Regions from separate parts of the Mus musculus genome. Here region 2 is linked to region 1. Evidence: chromatin contacts called from public Hi-C data. All regions are on one chromosome and are shown on one strand. Each heading gives the region's core, a stretch centred on a gene start, on an enhancer-like site or on the middle of the called end of the contact. The rest is flanking DNA. Distances are from core to core; before and after follow the strand shown.

What was found. A called contact is a pair of places that touch in the nucleus more often than the background predicts.
Region 2: a Hi-C map of cerebellum shows a contact between it and region 1, with 2.1 times the contacts expected there. The contact joins the promoter of Slc4a4 here to the enhancer-like site in region 1. A contact is called at or near these places in 9 of 39 promoter capture datasets (3T3-L1-derived adipocytes, the HPC-7 cell line, cranial neural crest and 5 more), 1 of 15 datasets of contacts at CTCF or cohesin (the NIH/3T3 cell line), 4 of 484 Hi-C or Micro-C datasets (bone marrow-derived dendritic cells, cerebellum, embryonic fibroblasts and 1 more) and 3 of 115 datasets of contacts at active chromatin or transcription factors (embryonic stem cells and stem cell-derived neural progenitor cells).

What each region holds. Positions count from the first base shown.
Region 1 is chr5:88,812,047-88,816,689 of GRCm38.p6, reverse strand. It overlaps a transcript of Slc4a4 not described here. Among named protein-coding and RNA genes, the nearest start is that of Dck, 49 kb to the right of the region's middle. Within about 2 kb of position 3,224, at least 4 of the 459 cell types and tissues checked have an H3K27ac peak or open chromatin away from gene starts, as enhancers often do. A contact at or near this core is called in cerebellum, where this site is marked.
Region 2 is chr5:88,885,702-88,890,443 of GRCm38.p6, reverse strand. Slc4a4 (solute carrier family 4 (anion exchanger), member 4) reads right to left here and starts at 3,184. Exons shown (of 27, transcript NM_001359211.1): 1 at 3,120-3,184.

The DNA of each region.
Region 1 (4,643 bases), core at 1,975-4,474:
GAGGGAGGGAGGGAGGGAGGGAGGGAGGGAGGGAGGGAGGGAGGAATTCTGATCCCATGTTTATTTAAGATGTTGAGCCAGGTGTGGTGGCACACGCCTTTAATCCCAGCACTCCGGAGGCAGAGGCAGGCGGATTTCTGAGTTCGAGGCCAGCCTGGTCTACAAAGTGAGTTCCAGGACAGCCAGGGCTATACAGAGAAACCCTGTCTCGAAAAACCAAAAAAAAAAAAAGTTGATGTTTTGTTCATCATGATTTGTTGTTGTTGTTGTTAGTGGTAGTGATGGTGGTGGTGTTGATGATGTTGTTGTTGATGATGTTGTTGCTGTTGTTGTTAGTAGTAGCGGTGGTGGTGGTGATGATGGTGGTGGTATTGATGTTGTTTGTGGTGGTGTTGATGATGTTGTTGTTGATGATGTTGTTGCTGTTGTTGTTAGTAGTAGCGGTGGTGGTGGTGATGATGGTGGTGGTGTTGATGTTGTTTGTGGTGGTGTTGATGATGTTGTTGTTGATGATGTTGTTGCTGTTGTTGTTAGTAGTAGCGGTAGTGGTGGTGATGATGGTGGTGGTGGTGGTGTTGATGTTGTTTGTGGTGGTGTTGATGATGATGGTGGTGGTGGTGGTGTTGATGTTGTTTGTGGTGGTGTTGATGATGATAGTGGTGGTGGTGTTGATGATGTTAGTGGTGGTGGTGTTGATGTTATTGGTGGTGCTGTTGATGATGTTGGTGGTGGTGGTGTTGATGTTATTGGTGGTGGTGTTGATGATGATGTTGGTGGTGGTGGTGATGATGATGTTGTTGTTGCTGCTGCTTCTGACTTTCTTTCGTCTCTAGCATACCACAGTCGCGACTCTTCCCTTTGTGGACTGACCTCAGCCATCTTTGCATCTCATCTGCTATCTGTGAGAGCAATGCCAGGGTTTTCCAGGGTTCTGTCTCTGGTCTTCTCTGTGCACACATTTCATCCACACCCTCTCAGTTGCTTCTCCTGATTGCAGACTGCTTCCCCCTCACTCTACCTCCAGTCACTACAGGCACCACAGTCCCCTAATCTAACCTAGTCCTCTGTCCCTGGCGGTTAATGGCCTATGCCTGCAACAAGTTTTCAGAAAACTGTTCTTTAATTCCAGTGAAGTACTTTACTGTGCCAAAATTTAAATATATGAATTCATCAAGAGCCATCTCCTTGCCTTCCTAATGCCAGGAAGGAAGAAAAAGCTACAGGAATCTTCCAAGACCCCCTCATCTTCCACTTTTCCCTCCTGTCACTCAAATATGCCAGAAAAATCTCAATTTTATAATCACAAGAAAGCCATTCTGTTACTTGGACTATTTCCTTAAGTCACCTCAAATTTCTACTCTGTATGTATACATATGCCTTATACATGAGCACAGCCTACAGTGCCCTTCCTTCTCGGCTTCTTGGTTGTATTAAGCTTCCCTTGCTATGGGCAACATAAAATTCGATGTCATCTTTTCTTTTAAAGCCCTTGTATGAATTATTATAACTACTCATTCTGGGTTTTTTGTTTGTTTGTTTGTTTTTTGTTTTGTTTTTTTTAGTTTTCCACACTACGTGAGGGTGAGAGATAGCTTTGCTTTGTTCTCTGTGACATATCCAATCGTAACATGGTGCCTAGCACTCCCCCGGCCCCTACTAAGTAACTGAATAAGGGAGGGCAGTCAATAATCTTCAAACACCATTCAAACAAAGTCTCCATAGTCAATGGACAACTGAGCCAATAAACAAAAGGCAGCAGACACAGATAGCTCATGTCCAGCCACGACTAGGAAGCAGCAAATTTGCAAGTCCCACCTTTGCTTAATCCTGGAGTCATCTCTTTTGCAAAATAACCTATGTTGCTTGTGTAACAGGCAGAGAACAGGCCATTTGTTGGCTTGGCTATCCTAGGCCCTCTGGGCATCTTGGCAGACCCTGTAGGGCCATCTGGCCTTTAGCATCATCCCCCCTGAAGCTCATTTCTGCTCTTCGGTGATCAAGCGCTCTGCCATTGATCTTTTCCAGGATGTGAGGTTGTACCTGCTGTTTGCTGGCACCTGCATCTCATCATAGAGTAAGTACCAAATGGCTTTGCAACCCCATGTAGAAAACATTCGAGTTCTCCAAATTCCAAAAGTACACCGTAAAGATTTGGGAAGCCCTTCTCAACAGAAGTTCACCGCATTCTGAAATGATTGTGCTCTTACAATAAGTTCAAAACAGCGCATGGGATCATACTAGACAACACTTGAAGAGGAAAATGCCTAAATCCCTGTTAAGCAATAATCACTTTCATCCTGACGACACTTATGGCTATATGCAAAACAAAGGTCAACCTTATAAAGCTAATTAATGCAAAGTAGGCTCTGAGGAAATTCACTGAAGACTTCTGGGGGTCAGGGATGACCTGGCTTGAGAAAATAAGGATTCCTACACCAACTGTATGCCAACTTTAGCACAGAACTCCCAGCTTCTTGTAGTCCCTAAAAGAGGGACAGATGACCTAAATTTACTATGCAAAATAAGTTAGAAAATAAAACAGGACTCAAGGATGCTGTTAACAACACTGCATGCAGGAATCTGTAACATTGTAGTGTGTCCTGTGACCACAAATCCTTACGTGTACTAAGAACTGAGACCCCGAAAGGTTAAGAGTCAGGCTAGGAAATTAACATCATCTATAAAACTATAAAAGCAGCCTTGGATACCATAGCATTGTAGAACTGAATGAAAACCTCCGTGAAAGCCCTTTTCTGCATCATAAAAACCATGTGCCCTGTTTATAATGTGGTGCCCAATACAGGTGCATGCGCTGCTTAATGACTGGGAACGGATCTAGGCGTGCTATCCCCACACCACACAAGATCTTACAAGCAGTATGAGTCCTTTTCCAACCCACTCTTCCTAAAGTCTTTTCCTCTAACCATAAATATGTGAAGCAGCATCTATAGAGGCAAACCAGGTTAAGACATCCTGTTAATACAGACTTTGATACCCCAGCTCCCGGCAAACGCTGACAGGAAGAAGTCCCGCCACATCTCACGAGCCTTTGCTCCACTCTCATCTTTCCTTGTCATATCCCTGAATTTTTTTTTCTTACAATCAAAAATCTACTAAAAAAAATACATGTCCTTAAAAATATAGAGATACAGTTTAGATCTTCTTTCCACAGAGGACAGAGTTACCAGCCCCTGTGATTTTTTTTTTTTTTTTTTTTGACCAGTCTGGCTAATAATTTGGTGCCAGCACCAACTGCTGGCTAGATCATCTAGTCAGCAGGATGGGGCTCACTGTTCTCTTGCTTGTGTGATTTTGGTTTTTGAACATTTAAAATTGCCAACAATCCCAAATGGTGTCTCATTACTCCTCTCCAATTCGTTTCTATTTAAAGATTAAAAACTATCATATTTGGATTGAATTTCGATAAGATGCACAAGGAATAAGCCACTGTAAGACCAAATAGATTTCTGCTTATAATGAATGGGACATAGAGTTTTATACCGAACCTCAAAAGGCACAAATGCATCTCTGTATTATTCTGTCTGTAATCATCCTCAGAAACCCTAGATGACTTACTGAGTACCCACCGCCATCACAAAGCGACTGGGAATTTAAATGAACAAGATGAGACTGACACAGCTTACAGGTTCTGAACCAGGGTAGAACACTTGCCTACGAAAACAAACGCTGCTTCTGTTCCTATCTGCTTATGGTTTATATCTTTCTTAAGTAAAGACAAAGGGGGGTTGCACTACAGACGACTTTCTTACTCACAATAGGTCAAGCATCTGTGCTCAGGTTTGTAGCCAGCAGAGGTCACAAAACAAATGGATATCTGTGAAAAGAAAAATAATGGTGGGATGTACTTCACATAACGATCTTTGGGTGGTAAAGTGATACCGGTGACCCTTAAATCCAGATCTCCCTCCCTCCCTCCCTCCTTCTACACCCAGGTTTGAGGTTTAGATTCTATTTTTCTCGCTTCTGCTGCTTTTGTTGCTGATGTCGTATAGTGTACACATTCCCATTAACTAGAAAGAGATCTAAAAATCAAGGATTTCGGCTTGGTGTAGTGGCACACACCTTAAACCCCAGCACTCGCCAGAGGGTCTCTGTGAGTTTGAAGCCAACCTGATCAACATAGTGAGTCCAGGACAGACCCTGTCTGTCTACATAGTGAGACCCTGTCACAGTAATTTTAATTAATTAAAGTATTTTTAGTTATCATTTTAACTTTCTCTTAGCATACAAAGTAATGGGTTTAATTATGACATTTGCCGATACACATATCATTATACTTTGTTGTTAACTTGCACCGCCCTCCACAAACCCACATCCTTAAACTTCTTTTACCAGGTCTCCGTCTTCTTTATCTGATTGATTGCAAAGGTTTGGTTATCTCTCCTTGCTCCCCCTTCTCCTTTCTAAACACAAGTATATCTTCCTCTCTTTTCTACTTTTATATGCATGCTTGTATATATGTTTGTGTGTGTACACATATATAGATTGAAATTTAGATTCTACATGAAGAAAAATTTATTTTTTTGTCTTTCAAAATAGAAGACTTCTTGCTAAAAAAGTATGGGAATTTTGTCTTGCAAACCTCTCCTTGTGAAAGTCTACAAATGTGCTGGACATGTGGT
Region 2 (4,742 bases), core at 1,935-4,434, 74 kb before region 1:
CTTCCTGTAGAAGACTAGAGGAAGCATTTTTCCCTCTCCCATCTCACAGCAGGTAAATAAAGGCATGGCCATTCACACTCTCATCTTCCTTTGGGGCCTTGCCAACTGTCTTGGCACTCTCTGCTGAGGCCAGAGAAATGCAGTACAAGGCATAGCCTCGGAGCCATTGTGATAGTAGTCAATGTGGCTGAAGATAAAATAAAATGAGCCACCTCTGAATTTGTGTGGTTTTGTGTGTAACTATGCAGATTAGACAGCGCTGTGTGAAAAAGTATCCACATCTATGGCTGGAAAAATAGCTAAACTCGTGCAGTGGTGGGTACATGAAATGACTTCAAGTTAGGACCCAAACATCTATGACCAAAATGTACTAAGTGTCTGAACGTGAGGAGTTAAGCAAAAAATATTTGTATCCAACGTACCCCTGACCTTATATCAAAGAAACAGAATTTATCCCCTAAAATACCTATATGCAAGAGTCATAGTATCTAGTTTGGTAAAGTCCTATTTGGTTCCTGGGTCTTCTCTAACTGTTCATTTTTGCTAAAGGGTTCCATTAAAAACAAATTTCATGGGTCTTCAAGTTGTCCTAAAAAAAGCAACATCAAATAAGATAAGTGGTCTGTTTACAGCTTCCTCGGACCAATCAGTCATGTACCCTGATCTCTTCCATTTTGGAATGGAAAAAAACAACAAACAAACAAACTTGGAAACCTTAATCATCTTCCACTTGTTCATTCCAACCGAGACCTGACTATGCATCAAATCCAGACTTAAGCCTTTATTCCTAGCGTTTAAAAGGAACATCAGGGAACAAGCTGACAGAGTATCCTGGCCACACTTCTGCAGCAGTGCATTCTCCCAGGACTGGCTCCCCTAACAATAGCAGTCCTCATGGACTGCAGCGCCCTCAAAGGCAGGCAGGGAAACCTGATTACCTACAGTGATTCACCAGTGTGTTTCCTTCCTTAAGTGCTGTTTTCCTTTAAGTTGTGAGCTAGAGACTATCGTGCATGTTATCAGAACAAGAGATCAGAATCTTCAAATTGCACTTGCCAGAGCTCAGTGAAAAATGAGATTACCACCAGGGTGTGCTGGGAGATGTCCCAAAGGTTGCCTGGCTTCCAACACATTTTTTATTTTTTTTTCCTTCCACTACAGTTGCCTGTCTTCCTTTTATACAGTATCTCTATAAATCCAAATGTCTTCGTTTAAAATGATGGCACTTGTTGTCATACACTGCGAGTTCTCTTATGTTGACAAAGTGAACCAAACGGAACACATCAGCAAATTGAGCATACTTCTGGCCACCTGAAAAGTGCACCTGCCTTGCATGTCTTCAAAAATAGTCCTCAACCAGATAATGATACTGACATTTTCATGCTGTAAGACAGAAAGGGATGAGGCTTTCTGCTTTCTCAAATATACCTGGCACTACCAAAATATCCCATTTTCTGTCTCTCACCCCATCCATATATGTGCCCTATACCTCAAGAATTCATAGCAGAAGTTTCCTATCCTACCTAGGTATGGGAGTTTTGTACCATCTCACCTATACCTGGAGATATGGTAAAAACTATTAAATTTCACCATTTAATGTGAGAGATCAGAATCCTGTTTAGATTTAACTTTAAAATGAAAGTAAAAGTTTTTCTCTGCTATGAAAGCTTTACAAAGCAGGCACGCTTCCTTTGAATGAAGTACAAATAGCCCCAGTCTAAGGTACAATAATGACTGGAAAGTATTTCGCTAATGTGACAAACACAAGGACCAGGGTTCTTAGAAACATTTATTTTTAAGTCTTTGAGCCGCTGAGCACAGGACTGGCTGCCAGAGAGAATCTCTTCAAATCACAGTGAGTATAGGCACTAGTGAGCAATACACACTTCCATTCAGATAATATCGCAACCCTAAGTCCCTGATTAAGAAAGGGAAGTTCGATGCAGCGCCTTAAGAAAGAGCCTTTCCAGGATTCGAGACTGTGTTATTGCAGCCCAGCGTCGGGGAGTTCTCACCCAGAGCAAGTCTGTCTAGCACTGAAGTGAAAAGGGAGAGAGAAGTTAAGTGGCAAGGGGAAGAGAAAGGTGCTTTGAGCACTTGAACTTCAGACTGGAAGAACTTGCTGCAGGCAATCTTGCTGAGAAGGTGGGGCCTCTAGGAGTGGAGAAAGGCAAAGCTACACCTTTACAGGGAACCGAGAAGGGCTCTACTTGCTAGAGCCAAGGCAGACATGCTTTCTTGGCGTTTCCCAAGTTGAGGGGTTTTCTTTTCCCCTTTTGTTCTCGGAGAACTTTCCTCTTTGTGGAGCCCGCTGCAGTTAGTTGCTGTCGCTCGGTGGCTGTTCTTAACAGACTGGCAAAGGCTGAGGGCAATGCACTTAAGAAAGGAATCACCTGTCCTTGCCAAGATGCACATGCTGCCCAGTACCTGAGAGAGAGCTCCACGGTCGCCAGCCCACAGAAATCCCAGTTTAACCTCTGACTCCCCCCACCCCCTTGCAAATAAATGTGTGCCGCTTGCAGAGAATCTGCCTGACTCACCCCCGCCTCCGGCGTGCCAGGGAGAGATGCAAGTGCCCGGTCCTGGAGCGGACAGTGAAGTAGGGACCACGGCCTCGATGGCACTATTGCCCCAACCTCCAGAGCTTAAGGATCTGGAGGTGTGTCCCCCCTCAAGCAGGTTCCCAGCCACACCGCGACCACCCGGGCTCAAGGAAACACAGTGTCACTGCTCTTGAGCCCAGCCCGGGCGTCTACTGGCCCCACAGTCGTGGCAACAACGCCCGGTTACGTGCAGGCGGCTATGCAGTAGGGGGAAAACAGAACCACCCAAAGTCGTCATCTGAACGCTTAGACAGAATAAAAAGTACTTTTTCCGCAGCAACAGCAGCGGTGTCCACACTTCTCCGGCGCCCAGCCCAGGGGATGCCTGGCCCGCCACTGACCTCTCTCTCTCTCTCTCTCTCTCTCTCTCTCTCTCTCTCTCTCTCTCTCTCTGCGTCCCTCCCTGGACGCACCGAGGCCGCCCGCGCGCCCTGCGGGACTGCCACCCAGTGCCCACCCCGCGGGCGAGGCATGGGGACGTGGCCGACCCTCCCTGCCACCGCTTGGGCCACTCACCTCCTGGGGTCGGGCTTCCGTCGCTCCTCCAGCTTGGCGACCGAGTGTGAGGCTGCAGCGGCCGCCGCCGCCGCTGCCGCCGCCGCCGCTTTCGCCGCCACCTCGGCCGCCGCCGCCACCTAAGCTCTGCCCCGCGCGCCGCCGGGGCTGGGAGGCGGGGGAGCGCGGGGACCCGGGCGGCGTGGGCTGGGAAGTTGGCGCGGCCGGTCGCAGAGCGCGCGGGGCAGCGGTCGCAACTTTGGCGCCGGGTGGGTGGCTGCGCACTGTGCGTCGGGGAGGCGGCCGAGGGGCGAGGGTGGCCGCGGGAGGGTCGGCCCCGCGGGGAGGGATCGGCGACGCGGAGCAGAGGTGCTGGCCTCGGGGAGGGGACGGCGGCGGCGGGGCGGCTCCGCTCTACTCTGCCTCCCGCAGTTCCCGCGTGTGCGCCCGGCTCTCTGTGTGGCTGCCGGGAACCGACGCTGCAGCCGAGGCCGGGCTCGGGGATGGGCTAGGCGGCCGAAGCTGTGCGGCGAGCGCGAGCCCGCGATCCATATTTAAAGCGGCGAGTGGCCACGGCCGGCCCCCTGCCCTGCCCTCGCTCGCGCCCGCCCGGCCCCCTCGGCTCCCGGCCGCCGCTCCGCGTCAGCCGCCCGAGCTTCGGAGGAGGGGAGGGGCCTCTGGCTGCGCCGCCCTCGCCGGGGGCTCAGCACGCTGCGCCCTCCCGGGGCTGGAGGGGGCATCTGGCCCCCGACCCCGCAGTCTCGCCTTGCCAGGCTTCTCGCAACCAGAGATAGGTTCAACTTTTCACCCAGATGGCCTCAGTCCCCCCACATGGGAAGAACCTGAAGTTGCCTGCCCAGATCATTCCGGATGCTACTCTACAAAACTTGGCGTGTGTTGGTAAAGAAAGTGTTGTCAGCGCCCATATCAAGTCACCAGTCATCTTTTTTGACAAAGAATGTCTGGGGGACACAGGAGTGTCATTGGTGGCTTATGTCTGAATTAAGGAAACACCCTCAGCCATCTAAGCCAGGTTCTTACATTTGCAAAATGATCTTTCATATTTACTATGCTGATGAAACTAATTAAATACCCCCTTGCCAAGCAAATCACAATTATGTCAATAGCCCAGTACGACTGCCGTCAGTCCTTTAAGGTGTGAGCAGTTGCCAGCACAGACACTATCTAATGTTCTGAAAACTCCTGTAGAGTGGCCATTTAATGGGCTTATGCCGCATATCATATGGTGCAAGCATGTCTGTGTTTCCTGTTCATGCATTTTGTATGTGAAAGTCACCGTTGAGCCACCCAAATACATAAGCACGGGAGAAGTCACTTCACATACTAACTCTTGCTTCCAACACTTCTAACATAGGTAATAAGATGCTTGAGAAGGGGGACTTTGGGTGTAGAGGTAAAATAGGTTAATAGTAGAATCACTATTTTTCTTCCTTTCCTTTCCTTTCCTTTCCTTTCCTTTCCTTTCCTTTTCTTCAGTATCTAGAACTAAAGAAGATACATGGTGTCTCCCCTGGGGTTGGAGAAGCAGATACAGAGGTTGTGTTTGGGGAAAGCTGGTGTGTATAAAACCCTTACTCAACACTCAGCAAGCACTGGGAACCACCCCAAGTTGCCTAATGTCTG